3 separate regions of the Mus musculus genome follow, and all the other regions are linked to region 1. Evidence: chromatin contacts called from public promoter capture Hi-C data. All regions are on one chromosome and are shown on one strand. Each heading gives the region's core, a stretch centred on a gene start, on an enhancer-like site or on the middle of the called end of the contact. The rest is flanking DNA. Distances are from core to core; before and after follow the strand shown.

The links. Promoter capture Hi-C pulls out the DNA fragments that hold promoters and counts their contacts.
Region 2: a contact with region 1 is called in a promoter capture Hi-C map of hippocampal neurons, with 6 times the contacts expected there. The contact joins the enhancer-like site here to the promoter of Ccnk in region 1. A contact is called at or near these places in 8 of 39 promoter capture datasets (cranial neural crest, embryonic stem cells, frontonasal cranial neural crest and 4 more) and 1 of 115 datasets of contacts at active chromatin or transcription factors (embryonic stem cells).
Region 3: a promoter capture Hi-C map of hippocampal neurons shows a contact between it and region 1, with 6 times the contacts expected there. The contact joins the enhancer-like site here to the promoter of Ccnk in region 1. A contact is called at or near these places in 5 of 39 promoter capture datasets (cranial neural crest, frontonasal cranial neural crest, hippocampal neurons and 2 more), 2 of 484 Hi-C or Micro-C datasets (CD8 T cells and double positive thymocytes) and 3 of 115 datasets of contacts at active chromatin or transcription factors (double positive thymocytes, embryonic stem cells and thymic regulatory T cells).

The regions. Positions count from the first base shown.
Region 1 is chr12:108,177,452-108,182,414 of GRCm38.p6, forward strand. It overlaps Ccnk (cyclin K), which reads left to right and starts at 2,287. Exons shown (of 12, transcript NM_009832.2): 1 at 2,287-2,429; 2 at 4,726-4,757. It overlaps Setd3 (SET domain containing 3), which reads right to left and starts at 1,833. Exons shown (of 13, transcript NM_028262.3): 1 at 1,702-1,833.
Region 2 is chr12:106,183,052-106,188,014 of GRCm38.p6, forward strand. No RefSeq gene overlaps it. Among named protein-coding and RNA genes, the nearest start is that of Gm24986, 36 kb to the right of the region's middle. Within about 2 kb of position 2,825, at least 25 of the 459 cell types and tissues checked have an H3K27ac peak or open chromatin away from gene starts, as enhancers often do. A contact at or near this core is called in hippocampal neurons, where this site is marked.
Region 3 is chr12:106,300,347-106,305,309 of GRCm38.p6, forward strand. No RefSeq gene overlaps it. Among named protein-coding and RNA genes, the nearest start is that of Gm24986, 82 kb to the left of the region's middle. Within about 2 kb of position 2,450, at least 19 of the 459 cell types and tissues checked have an H3K27ac peak or open chromatin away from gene starts, as enhancers often do. A contact at or near this core is called in hippocampal neurons, where this site is marked.

The DNA of each region.
Region 1 (4,963 bases), core at 1,037-3,536:
GGCCCCTGAGTAGCAAGGGCTAATGTTAGCTATGCCACAAGGCCCAGCTAACAGCATTTCAGTGAGAATTTTACTGGACATTTATAAACAGAAAAGGAACAGAAACCCTCATTGCTAGAACCCACATCAGCACAATGTTTGGATCTTCAAGTCCAGCATAGCTCCACTGAGATGTTTGCACAGTGAAAAAGGAGGGAGAAATAGCAACTACTTCCCTCCAAGGGAACTAGAGTTGCATATCCAGATATTAGTAATATCTCAAAAGAGAAAGGAACGCACGGTAAAAAGAAGGTAGGGGCAATAAAGACCAAGGTTGTTTAGAGTCCCAGTAAGATGTTCTTTTTTTCTGTAGCTTTTCAGAACTTGGTTTTGCAAACTGTTTTCTTAAGCCCTAGAAAAACTCCTTCCCAAATGGCTGGAATTCCACCAAAATATCAATCATGGCGCCCCAGAGACCCATCTATAAAGTGAGCCTCTACAGGTAGGAGCCTACATACACACTGTAGGTTCCAGTGAGTCTAGACAAACTTTTTAACTTGGGGAGGAAATGTCCTTTTATACTGCTGTATTTTAAGGGTGCGTTCACTTAAAACTCCCCAAGACTATCACTGTTTAAAACTCATTTTAAAAACACCCTCAGCATCGCCTTTGAAAGGGAAATGGGAACAGTATCACATATGAAAAACCCACACTTTCAGTGTCCAAGTCTGGTTTTAGTTTTTGTGTGTTTTTTGAAAGGGTCTCCCTATGTAGCTCTGGCAGGCCTGAAACTCCGGATTCCCTGCCTCAGCCTTCCTGGATGCAGTTCTGTTACATCTATCAGTAAAACCTCAATCTTCTAAGGGTCTGCAAAGGCAAGATGGCTGTCAACATCCTGTTCAAATGTGTTTACTTCGGTAACAACACCGTTTTCGTTTAGAAATGGATTACAGCATGTCCCGAGTCATCTTTACGCGTGCACCCCTCCAGAAACGCACCAACGTCCTCTCCCGACACGACGCGGAGGGGGTGAGGCCCCTCGGCAGCCAGTGGCGCACGTCACTAATCAGCTCCTTCTCCAAGAGTGGCAGGCGGGGAGAAGAGGCAGAGTCGCATGCCCAGGCTGCAGCCGCAAGAAGGAAGAGTTGAAAATCGGAATGGCAAACTCCGAGAGCACGGACCGCTTCTCTCTCGCAGCGCGCTCGTCGCGTGTGGACCTCGGCCAGGGGCGCGTGGGAAGAAACCTGACCTATTTTCTACGCCCGCCTTTGCGAGCGGGCAGTGGAGGACAAGGCGCGGGGGCCGGGCTCCCCGTGGGCAACAGAGAGCTGCAGAGGGGCCTCGGCCCCAAGCCGCGTGCGCCTGCCACCGGAGGAAGGAAACCAAGGCTGCAGCCCGCCGCACGCAGTCCCAGCGCCCCGCGCGCACTCCGGGCCCCGGCCGTACCCGAGGGCGGCGCCCAGGCCGCGCCCAGGCCGCGCCCTGAACCTGCCGCCTGCCCCCGTCCCGGTGGAAGAGGGAAGCTGCAGACGCTCGCCAGTCCCCTCAGGGACCGGGCCTGCCGGGCCTCGGAGCCCACAGCCTCCCAGGCCCTGAGAACTCGGTCGCGGCCGAGCACCGGACCTCGGAGTCCGCACGCTCGGCCTCACCTCCTTAAGGAGCGGTGGAACCCCGTCCCCTCAGCCCGCGGGCCGCACGCGGGTGCTTGCCGTCCGCACTCACCTGCCCGCTTCGTCTTCGCGCAGCGGCGGCGCCACACTCCGGCCGGGACCCCACCGTCCGCCTCAACCAACCCCCAGGCGGCGGCGGCGGCGGTGGCGGCGGCGGCCGGACGGGAGGGGCTGGACGGCAGCCAGAGACAGCCCCGCCGCCTAGGCCCAACCCGGCTCCGCCCGCCCCTGGGCCCCGCCCACGGGCCGCCGCCGCCGTTCATTGGCCCGCACCTAACACGCCTCGGCGCGGCTCCGCCCCGCCGCCCATCCGCCCGCCAGCCAGGGTGCTGATCAGCCATTGGACATCAGCAACCGGGGCGGAGCCGTATCCGAAGACTCGATTGGTTAGATCTCGCGCTGTGATTGAACGACGGGAGCCCTGGCTCCGCCTCCGGGCCGAAGTTCCGTTAACAGGTTCGGTTGCTCCCGAACTCCCTTTCGCCAAGGGGGTGGGGCGATGGGAGGGTGTGTGCGAGTGTTTCCCCTCCCCCTACGGGCCGCAGTCCACAAGGCCGCAGGGTAGGCGGAGCGGCGACTGTTGACTTGTTACTTTTTTTCTTTTTTTTAGCTTTACTTTCTTCTAATTGGTTGACAGGCACCTGACTTTCGCCGCCCCCTCCGGCCGCTTCTTAACGTCCCGAGACGCAGGGAAATGACGTAGTTCCCCGACATTCCACCTCCAAGATGGCTGCTGTCAGGAAGGAGAGACGTCGCTGAGGGTTTTGCCTGAGGCGAGGGGTGAGTATCTAGCTGGCCGCGGGCAGCGCCGCCCACCGTCTGCGCTCCTGGTGGTCCGAGGAGGGTATTTTCCAGCTGCCTGGGTTCTACGGAAGAGTCCGGCTTCCCGGATTCCACCGCCCTCCTTGGAATCCCTGATGCACGTTGAAATTAGCAGGCGACGCGGGGTTGGCGGCGAGGGAGCTTCGGGACAGGGTCGGGTCCTCTGGGGTGCGCCGCTAATGCCTGGAACTGGAAGCTGACCTCGCAGAGGAAAGTGGTTGCGGTTTGGGGGATTCCTAGCCGAGGAATAAAAGGGTGGCGGGGCTTACACGCACAGACCCTGCCTCAGACCGACCCGGTCACCCACGGCTTGTGGATCCCTCTGTTAAGTAGGATTGAGGCTTTGGAAAGTGTTCCGTGACTCTTGAACCACGGAACTCAGGTAGGACCAGGAATGAAAAGGGACTTCCTCGATAAGACTCGTTCTTACCCAGACGTCATCCTCTCCTGAGTGCTTGTTTGCCTCGGTGTTAGGGGAACTGATCTTTATTAAGTTGAGAAATAACATGTATATGTTAATCTGAAAACGTTTAAGCAGTTTAACCTGCCTAATGTATTCTTGGTGGTGTTCTTAACTTTGGACTACCAATAAAACACAGCTTTCCATAAGTCACTCAGTGTTTAAAATCAGTTATCACAGACTGGCTGTCTTCCTACGTAACCCTGGCTGGTGTGTAGCTCTCTCTGTAAACTAGGCTGGCCTCCAGCGCAAAGATATCTTCCTGCCTCTGCCTCCAGAATGCTGGACTTAAAATTAAAAAGTCATGTGCCATGAGTCTTAGCTAAAGACTGGCCTTTTAGGTTTTAAAGACAAACCTCACACAGGTGGTATCTTGATATATGTTGTTTAAAGAATAATTGGCCAGCATTTTGCAGTTGTGGGTGTCTTTAACTTTTTTTTTATGAGTGATTCCATGAAAGTGTAGTGATTTCAAGCCTCAATACCTAGAACATTATATGGCACTTAGTAAACTATTGCTGAATGAATGATAATAGTTGAGAAATAGTAATGTTGATAAACATTTTGATTAAAATTGTTAGTGTCAGTTGGGTGGTAGTGGTGGCTCACATCTTTAATTAGAACACTTGGGGTCAGGGGCATGCAGATCTGTCTGAATTGAAGGCCATCCTGGTATACAGATCAAGTTCCAGAACAGCCGAGGCTACATAGAGAAGCAGTGTCCCAGAAACCAAGAGAGAGAGAGAGAAGCTGTTAGTGTTGTCAAAATCTGTTTGCTAAATAATCGATGGCAAGTCAAAAATTGCCCACGATAAATAAAATTGGTTTTAGGTGTTTCCTTTTTTTGTAGGAATTTCTTAAACAATAGCTAGTTAGGTTAAGTCTAATTCGTATTCTTAAGAGCAGATACATTACATAGCATTTATGTTGCAGAGTAATTTCAATGTCACGTAACTGTTGAGAGCTTTTGAGAAGTACTACAAATACAGTTAACGATGGAGGACTGTGATAGAGGCCAATCCCTGTCTAGAATCTTCTTAAAGTATAGATCAGCTATCTCTTTGATGTAAGAACTGATTAATGATCCAACTTCTGATAGAAAAAAGCTAAGTGATACAGATTGCATTCTTGTTGATAAAGGGTAGAACCAGGGCTGGAGAGATGGCTTGGTAGCTAAGAGTACTTGCTGTTCTTTCAGTGCACATGAGTTTTGTTCCTGAACACACATGACAGGCAGTTTCTGAAAACCCGTAATCCCAGCCACAGATAATCCACTCCTCACTACTGGCACCTATATACATGTGATTTACATAGGCACATATAAATGAAAAAAAATCTTTCTAAAAATACATATAAAAAAACAGGACTGGAGAGACAGCTCTGTGGATAAAGCATTTTTTATACAAGCACAAAGACCAGAGTTGAGATCCCTAGCACCCATATAAATAGCTGGACCTCATGGCGCACCTCTAACTGCAGTGCTACAAGGCAGGAGGATCCTATTGCATCACTGGCCGCCCAGCCTACCCTGCTGACCTTTCTCCAGGTTCCGTGAGAAACCCTATCTCAAAAAGTAAGCTTGAGGAAGATGTGCTTATGGCGTCCTCTGGCCTCTGTGTATGCCACGCAAGAGACCACAGCCTCATATGTGCATACACCAGAGTTTATTCCACTATAAATAGAGGGATGCTGAACATAAGGACATTTAGATTTCAAGCCGTATATGTGTCCTAGATAGGATGCAGTTCACTTGATTTTTGTTCATATTACTAACCTAGCCTTGTTGATTGGCAGGTTGATGTTGGCCTGAAGAAAGATCTTCAGAGGTAAGCTATGTGGTTGTAGTCTTGTCCTTATTCTGATTGATATTTGAATCAGAGAAAACGTATCTAAGAACCATGGTTCTTTCTGTTAGAATAATGCGTCAAAAACTAAGACTGTATACTGGGAGCTGGAGAGATGGCTAAGACTGTATACTGGGAGCTGGAGAGATGGCTCAGTGGCTGCTCTTCAGAGGACCCATATTCAATTC
Region 2 (4,963 bases), core at 1,575-4,074, 2.0 Mb before region 1:
GAGAGACAGGGAGAGCAGACCTCACTGTAATTATTTCCGTCTGAAGAAGTGGAAAGTCCCAGCTGCTGAGTGAGGTGGGAGCCAGGGCGGGTGCTGAGTATGGGGCTCCGCTGTCCTCCCAGCTACTTGTCAGAGGTAGGCAAGAAACCTCAGAAGAGCGAATGCATACACTGTGGAGGACATTTTCAGAGGGACTGATCTTATTTTGAAGTCTCGTGGGACAAGATATTCAAAATCCCATTTACCAAAGCACAGTTTTGAAATGTGAACCACAACATTCAGAAGTTGGAGAGAAGGAGACACTATGACCATTGGAAATTGATTGATTGGTTTGTGTGTGCGTGGTACGTGTGGTGTGTGTACGTATGTATATATGTGTGAGTGTAGTGTGGTGTGTATGTATGAACATATATATGTGTGTGTGTGTGTATGTATGTATGTATGGTGTGTGTATGTGTGTATATGTATGTGTGTGGTGTGTGTATACGTGTGTGCATGTAGTATGTGGGGGTGGGTGGGTAGGTAGTGTGTCTGTGTGTGTGTTTATGTATGTGTGTGTGTATGTGTGTGTGTGGTATGAGTATGTGGTATATATATGTGTGAATGTGTGTATGAGTATGTATGTGTGTGTGGTATATATATATATGTGTGTGTATGTATGTGGGTATTATGTGTGTGTGTGGTCTGTGTGTTTGATGTGGTGTGTATGTGTGTGTTTGTGTGTCTATATGGTATGTGTTTGTATGTTTTGTGTATTGTGTGTGTACAGTGTGTGTATGTTTAAATGTGTATATGTGTGGTATGTATGTGTGTGAGTGTGTGTGTGTGGTGTTTGGTGTGGGGTGTGTATCTGTGTGCATATGTGTGTGGTGTTTTTTGTGTGTGTGTGTGTGTATACCAGAGGTCAACCTTCACTGCTGTTACTCAGGCGCCCTTTACATTGCTTCTTGAAGCAGAATCTCTCACTGGTCTGGAATTCACCATATATGTGGCTGACTGGCAAGAGCCCCAGGGATCCCCCTATCTCTGCTTCCCCTGGATTTGAAAGTCAAGAGCTCTACTGACTGAGCCATATCTCTAGGCTTCCTTTCCACGCCTAAGGTAAACAGAGGTTCACTCTCTCCTGTCTGTCTCCCATTTGCCTAAGATGCTCATGGCCTTGTGACGCGGGTCTCATGCCGACCCACCACAGAATGAGTGTGCTTTGCCTTATGCAAATATTTAAGGAGTGCTCTTGATGGATAAACTTGAGTTTCCAGAAAGATCTGAGAGCTGAGAACTTTTCCTAGACCCATGAGTGATCATGGTTTCTTCCCCTCCACATAAGCCTCCTCCCCCACTACTCCCCCAGGACAGAGGAGCTCTTTCTTCTTGGCCCACACATGCTCAAATCCTGAGCAAGACACTCAGGAGGGGACACAGGACCACCCAGGCTGACCTCACTGCGTTACAGTTATGTCTTCCTGCTTCCCTCTGAAAGAGCAGGGTCCACACACCCTGATCCCACTCCTGTAGGTCCGTTCCCCTGGCTATGCCTAGTTTAGCATCTCTCTTTGCGGTGCTATGGTTTAAGCAGCAGCTTGGCTGGGGCGGCTACTCAGTTATAAGTACAGGGGGTGCAGTGGGGAGCCATTTCATATGTATGGAAAGCAGGCTACTCAGGATGGGCTGTCACAGATCAGCCAGAAGGTCTCCTGAGCCACAACCCGGGTTCTCAAAAGCAGCTGTGGAAAACCTGTCTGAAGACAGCTGTGTTGCCTTTGCTTGAGCTCCCAGGTTGAGGGCTTGGCCCGCAATATTCATGCTTAAATGGTAGCATTAACTCTAAGGGGCTTCCAGGTCGCTGACATGCCCTTCAGCATGCGGGCTTGCTAACCCAGACAATATTAGAGCCCATCTCCCTTATCCGGTCCCTTACTGGAAGGGTCTCACTGCTGCTGTTTCCCTGGAGACCTCCGGAGTAATTGACAACTTTGCAAAAGATGTCACACCATCCTTCAAGGCCTTCCTGCTGCCCCACTGATTGCCCTCTAGGTGTTGAAATGCACTTCTCTTTCCCATCTGCAAAAGCAAGAGCTCTTGTGTTTCTGTCGGAGATGGTACCTGGGCATCATTTTAGGTGCTGGGAGGTGGTGAACTTTTGCACGGAGACCCAAGGAAACTCGGTAGAGAAGCCTGCTGAGGAAGCACACCTGGGGCCCTGTCGCTGTCTCTGAGACCAGGATAGGCCAACGCTGCTTTGGACACTGCAGAGCAGATCTTTTGCAGTCCCGGGGCCATTCACCATACCTGTCTTCCCCGGCATCAGTTTTTTCTCTCGTTAATAAGTGCGTATTCACGGTCTGGAGCTGGTGTTAGTGTGGTGAGGAATACCAGGAGTGTGAGCCTTGGGCTTGTTTGTTTTCTGTCTCCTGGGAACTGAGAAGAGGGAAGTGTGTTATATACACGAGTAGGTACTTCACCTCCAGAGGAGTCCAGGCATAGAGTCTAAAGACAACCCACTCAGCATCCTCTCTCCAAGTTCAGCGATCAGACAAATAGCCATATGGAAGCTGCTTTAGTTAGGTACCACAGACAGGGGAAAGAAGTGCTTGCGACACGGCACCCTCGTTCTCCAGCCCTCTCAGCGCAGAGTACCAGCCTGTTAAAAGTGGTCTATTTTTATGGAACTCTTTTTTGCTTATATTGAGATATAAAATTATTAGTCTGAGGTTGGCTCATACCATCAGAGCCTCAGATTCTTGGCAGAGCTGTGTACAGTCTGTTGCAGTCACTCTGCCAGGGACAGAGCCCGCACAGGAGCAAAAATAGGTCTTCCTGCCGAAACCTGCTGAGCTCCCCGGAAAGTGACGCGCGCGAGGAGAATTTAATACCCCGGCCTTAAGAGAAGTCTCTGTGCTCTCGTAGACTTTACCCTCCGTAGGTGACTGACAAGATGCAATTGCAGAATTTCCGTGGTATGGAGGAGCCTTGGCAGCCAGGGGCCCTGTGATAGGAGCGCTTTGCATATAAATTACATATGCATATGACATTTTAGCTCCAACTTTACATGTGGTTTGGAGGCTGGGTGCTGTGGTGTCCCGGCCTGTCTGTTTGCTCCCCCCTCCCACCCCGCCCGTCCTCGCGGCATCAATATTAACCTGGCTGTTTTAGTTTCCTCTGAAGGGAGCCTGGTTTGCTTTATTGGAAGCATCGAGTAGGACACAGGGGGCTTTTGGGCCCAACGGCCTTTAATGCTTCTGGAGTGAACCTTGCGCGCGCCCTCTGTGCAGTAAATCCTCCTGTTCCCACACCGTGTCTCCCTCCGCCCATCACTTCCTTTGGAATCTAAAAACCTGGAGAAAAGTCGACTTTTTGTGATAAAGCTCTAATATAAATGCCTTTAAAAAAAAATCCCTAAAAAGGTAAAAGTCAGGCTGGAGAGATGGCGCAGTGGCTTAAAGCCTGTACGGCTCTAGAGAAGGACCCAGGTTCAGTTCGCAGCACCCACGCCTTGCGGCTCTCAGCCGCCTGTACCTCTCCGGAGCTGACTCCTGTCTGGCCTTGGAGGGGAGTCCTGTACGGAGTCCCTGCCTTGTCTTCGGAGCAGGTGAGATCACAGGCCTGTGCCACTATCCTGTCAGAACAAAGTGTTTGCAGCAGGCGCCAGGCATTGGGGAGCCCAAGGACAGTCTTCAGTGTGATTCCCTGTGGTCCTGGGGAACATGTGTCCCTGTCTCTCTGCCTTGTTAAGGCAGGAGAATGAACCCTGGGCTGAAGCCTTCCTGTCATTTATGGCTGATATGGGACTAAATCTCAAGTCGTCTAAAGTCTTGTCTAAGGTGAGCCTTGCTGGCCCACTGCCTGTTTGTCACAACCCACAGTCATGTAAGAATCTTTAAAACAAAGTCTTCACTTATTTGTTGATTTATTTAATAATTATTCCTCATCCCCCCCCCCCCTCCTCCTCCTCCTCCTCCTCCTTTTTCTGCAGCCCTGGAGATAGGACTAGGACTTTGCACATCTCAGGCAAGCAGTTCTACCACTGATCTATACTTCCAGCTCTGTTTTTATATGTTCACAAAAGATTTTATGTATGTATTTTATTATATGAGTACACTGTAGCTGTCTTCAGACATACCAGAAGAGGGCATCAGACCCTGTTATAGATGGATGTGAGCCACCATGTGGTTGCTGGGAATTGAACTCAGGACCTGTGGAAGAGCAGTCAGTGCTCTTAACCGCTGAACCATGTTTCTGGCCCTCATTTTTACATTTTTAAATGGTGAACAACAACAACAACAATAACAACAACAAAAGTTAAAAGACACAAAACTCACATGGGATTCAAATTTCATTGTCTGTAGCAATGCATGGCTATGCAGCCGGTGTCTGCTGTGGTCACCTGTGGCTTCTCTTGTCCTGTGGCCAATAGAGCTGAGATCTATGGCTCTGCACAGTCTACAACATTCATGTTATAGAGGAAGTGTGCTGGTGACCTCTGCTCTGGAATCCAAAGTGCTCTTCACATAGTTTCTACTCTCAGTCTCACTGAAACTTCAAGGTTTGCTTTCTGCAGCCAAATGCAAGTCAGGTATCTTATTGGTGGCCCCAGTACAAACCAGCAAAGGGGAAGGAGGTCTGAGATTTGGCCTCTGTGGCCTCAGTTTCTAGCGCTAACTCTGTGAATGGTGTCTATTGTGGCACAATCAGACATAATAGTTGGGATAGAGGTTGGGGACATCTCACCATCCACTCTGGTCCACACTGGGATCTACAACGGTTCCTGCGTCTATCAAAAGGGAGTTTGAGGTCTGGGGATGTAGCTCAGTGGTACTGTTCTTCTGCTCCTGGCATGTGTGTGGGCCTGGTTCCATCCCTGGCACAGAAGAAGGGGGAGGAGGAGGAGGAGGAGGAGGAGGAGGAGCAGGAGGAGGAGGAGGAGGAGCAGGAGGAGCAGGAGGAGGAGCAGGAGCAGGAGCAG
Region 3 (4,963 bases), core at 1,200-3,699, 1.9 Mb before region 1:
TATGTATTAGATTTTTGATTTCATTTCGTTTGTTTTGGGTCTTTTGAGACGGTTTTATTAAACAGCACAGGCTAGCCTCCAACTCTTAAGCCCACACCTTCATCCTAACCCTAGCCCTAGCCCTACCTCTTCCTCAGCCTAAGTCCTGGTGTTACAGGCGCTTGCCACCACACCTGCTTTAATTAATTAATTAGCTAATTAATTAATTAACTAATTAAGTCTATTGTAAGTTTCTACACACACACACACACACACACATACACACACACACATACTTATTTATTCTTATTTTATGTGTGTGGTTTTGACTTGCATGTTTGTAATATGCACCATGTGCTGGCCTGGATCCAGCCGAGGCCAGAGGAGGGTATCCACTGGAGTTACAGATGCTGACGAGCTATCAAGGGAGTTTCTGCGAACTGTTACTGGCTTCTCTGTCAGAGCTGAAGTGCTCTTCCTTAACCTCAGTTGGACCATCTCTCCGGCCTCTTATTTTTCAGTTTTATTGGTGGACTTTGGAAGGAACATTCAGCTTCTTTCCCACCACAGCATTCATGTAAGATGAACACGGATGTGAGTCACCCACTGGTCTGCTGACTGGGGTATATGAGTGGCGTGCTAGCTTTCCAGTGGTGCTCAACCTTCTGACATTGTCATAAGACGTTTTCATCTATAAACGTGTTAGGTGGCATTTATAGCTATTCTGGGATGTGTGTGCCTGGCCAGTGAATTGCATGTCAGACCACAGCTTTGGTGATGAGCAGCAGTTGGCTTCAGCTTGCCTGCTTCTTCCCAGTGTAGAGCTGGGCCTTATAATGGAAACCAGAGCTCTTCTGCCAGAGCCCTGGTTCCTCTTGTGGCTCCCTAGCCCCACACCTGTGCTTGCTTTGTCCTGTGTAGCAAGGGCTGACCCAGTGCTCCGACCTGGCCGTGAGGCCATAGCATAGGTCTTGAAAGCACTGGTTGCTAGGTTAGGTAGCAGGTGAGTCTGCTATCAAGCTTGCTCCCCTGGGACCAGGCTGGGTTACAAGGGACAGAGAGACAGAGATACAGAGAGTGTGCTCGAGCAAGCATGTGCATGTATGAGCATGTGTGTGTCTGTGTGTGCCTGTGCATGTGCTTGTGTGTGTGAATGTGTGTATGTGTTCATGTGTCTGTGTGTCTTCTGTGTGTGTATATGTCTCTGTGTATGCATGTGTATGTGCATGTGTCTCTGTGTGTGCATGTGTCTCTGTGTATGTTCATGTGTCTCTGTGTGTGTGCATGTGTGTATGTGTTTATGTGTACCCTTTTTTTTTTCAGCCACCAGCTATGGAGACTTTGTTAGCGGCCACATACCCCCTCACTGTATTTGATTTCTTTCTGGAATCAGCATCGGTCAGCAGTGGCGCCTCTAGCACCGGCTAGTTAGTACTCAGTGTTGTGAAAGGAGCATATACCATGCAGGCATCCTACACCCAGGGCACTCAGGATCTGGATATCCTTGTGGCTCTATCATCTTAACCAGACAGGTAGCTACTGGCCACCAGCTTTCCTTCTAAGACAGTGCCTGAGGGACCAACTCAATTTTCTCCTCATGTGAAGATTGTGGATTCTGTGGTTTGAGAGATCTTCATGGCATGCAGACCTTCTTAACTGCCCATCTTTGAGATAGGAAGGAAGAAGGCCTCCGAGCACGGCCTTGGACCTCCCGGACTCAATGCTCTTAAGCTACATCTCGGTTCATAAGGAGCCACCACAAGGCCCAATATTGCCACAGATAATTTGGTTTCTGAAAGTCAAAAAATGAACCAGATGGCTTTCAAAGAAAACAGGACACATATCAGATTCCAATTATATTAAAATGATGACCCAATTTAGGAAAACACAAAGTGTCATAAAAAATGTTTAAATAAACAAAATCTGCATATTTATGAAACGATAATATTCGCTGGGCTCCTCACTCCGGGTAACGAGTTTCTAAACTAGACCGATGGCATTCCAAGCTTCCTGTGGAATCCGGGCTTGGAGAAGCCTGCCGTACTGTTTGGAATTGCAGACTATCTCAAGAAAGAAAGAAAGATTTCTTTTTCCATTCTCGTATGTGTGTCTCGAGCCAATTTAGGAACATGAAAGGTCAGCTCTTTATGAATTCCATATAGATCCACTTCTAATGCGCCCGGATGGGAGCCACCCGCCCTGCCTCGTTGGCTGAACATCCTGACACCTCTCTTCCGAGGCAGTCGCTGTCACCCCCCCCCCCCAACCTCCACCGCCACTGCAGACCCAGCGCTGGGCTGGGTTGGCAGGGAGAGTCTCAGATTTATCTATTTATTTTTCCAGATAAATTAAAAACTCAGGGGGCACTTAAAATAAATTAGCAACTGCTCCTGACAGTGTCTTGCTTGTGGAGTGTCACATTTGCCGTTTTTGGCAAGGACTAACTCGCCTGCCTTCTTTCCCACCGAGCACAAACTGCTAACGGAACACTGTGCTCCTGTGAGCGGGGCGTGTTGCTGGAGATGCTACTCATACAGGGGCACTGTGAGCCAGGAGGTGTGACCCCAGAGCTCTCAGGGTCGTACCTTCTCGGGGACAGCCAGGTGGCACTTCAGGAGCCTGGGGGAAGGGTCAGTTTTGTTCTCAGTTGTTCTCATTTCAGGGATTCTGAAATGGTTTCTGAAAGGAGCTTCCTGTCACCCAGCCCAGAGAGTGTGGCTGTCATTTCATAAATGCTGTAGTTCTAGAGAGTTCTCTTCAGAGAGGATGTTGGATATAACACCTGCTTCTCTGCAATGTACATGTTTATTTAACGAGTGAATATATACTGAGTCTCTTAGGTTCCCAGCATGTAAGACACAGCCCAGCTGTCAACAAAGATGCACAGGCCTGGTTTTCCCGGACGGTGTTTCTGAGATGCACACCCACCTGCAGTGTGCTGGCATGTCACCTGTCCCTGCAGGGCATCCAGGGACATGGGACCAGCATCCCAGAACCCAAATGGCAGGTGAAATAGTGCCTGTATAGAGTTGGTTCTCCATAGATTGACAAAGGAGGGACACCCAGTATGCTAGTCTGTAGGTCACACATACTAGCTCCAGCACCTGTCTGCTGCATTAGAGGGCTGCCTTGTTCCTGGGAGCTATGAGGCAGCCTCGCTCTGTTCTCACTTAAAGAGCTGCCTCAGACAAAGGTGAATGCTCCTTCCTTCCTTCCTTCCTTCCTTCCTTCCTTCCTTCCTTCCTTCCTTCCCCGTTCTGTCCCTCTATCCTCCCTTATTTCCTTCCTCCCTCCCTCCTTTCCCCCTCCTTCCTTTCTTTTTTCCTTCCTTCTTTCTCCCCTTCCTTCCTTCCTTCCTTCCTTCCTTCCTTCCTTCCTTCCTTCCTTCCTTCCTTCCTTCTTCCCTCTCTCCCTCCCTTCCCGTCTGTCTTTTTGTCTCCTCAGTAAGGAACAGAGCCCTTAGTTAAACTGAATCTGGATAACATTACTCTTTCTCCCAGTAACCTTTCCCACATTTACTGTATTCGAGCAGAGACTCCGACAGACAGACAGAAGTGTAAGAATCGGCAGCTTTCCCCTGCTGTGCTGGGTGGCAGAACATTCTGTCCCGGGAGAGTAGCTTTCACTAAAAGGGACTTAAAGAAATTAATATATTTACTGTCAGAAAAGTCCTACATCATTGGGACTACACCAAGTCCCACCTGACTGCATGTAAATAATTAAAACTCAGGGCTTCTGAGTTTTGGGCAATTTTTGAACATCTAATTTTATCACCACACGGCTCCCCCTAGAAGACTGTTTTTAAAAATGCTTATTCCTCGAGCGAAGCTTTTTCTTTTTTTCTATCTTTTACTTTTTAAATTCTTTTTTTTTTTTTTTTTTTTTTTTTTTTTTTTTTTTTTTTTGAGTCATGGCAGGGTTAGCGGGAGGCAGAATTGTCTCCTTGCCAGAGTTTAAGTGCAGCGTTTTTTCATTAGAATTTAACAAATGTTCATCTTGAAATAGACGGACAACGGGTCAAACCGCCCCGGCTTCTCCCCGTTAACCCGAATGCATTAGAGCAGTGACTTCTCATTTTCAGATCAATGTTGTCTCTTATTCTTGGACTTAATTTACTATAAGATTAATACGGCCGTCTCTCCATTTATTTCTGTCTCTTTCTCTCTCTGGCTTTAATAAAATTAGAATTAATTTAATATAATACAATCTCCAGATTTTGTGTGTGTGTGAGTGTGTGTGTGTGTGTGTGTGTGTGTGTGTGTGTGTGTGACATAGAAATGCCAAATTCAACAATGTGCTTTGATTTTTTTTTTTTGCCAATGGTAAACTATTGTGCAAAAAAAAATTATATAAATACAAGAGAACATCTGGTCTTTTGAACTGTAGTCACTGCTGAATTTAAACATCGCACCCGTTTGACAAAATTAAAGGATTTTATTCTTTGTTTTTCCTGGGCTTTAAATAGTGAGCTACAAATAGAAAGTGGAGTTATCATTTCTAGCTCACTTGGAATGTTATGCGGGGAAGGCATTCTGCGTTCCCTACGATTTCAGAAGCCAGCCAGGGGTTTAGGAAATGTGGATGTACAGCGAGACTTTTAAGACAATGACCCAAATTAAATTAAACGCATTGCTCCCAGTTTTCAAAAACAAAATAAAGCAAAACAAAAAACCCCCACAACAATTTCTGAATGACACTATGCATGGTGGTGGGGGGCAATTTTGATATCTTTTAGAGTAAAGTAATTAGAATTATTACTGCCACTTTTATAACAAACTCTCGTGACTCTTCCCGTCTGTCCGGGCTCTCTTTCATGATGGAGACATCATACAATCCGTAATTGTTCTATGAAGGAAAAGAGAGTTAATCTTTTTGCATTTGAAGTAAGCCTTTATCACGAGCCCAACAAAGCCAGACAGATCAAAAAAGAGCCCGAGAGAGCATTTAAGGAAATTAGTGCAAATGTCAGTAAAAGGTAAAAATT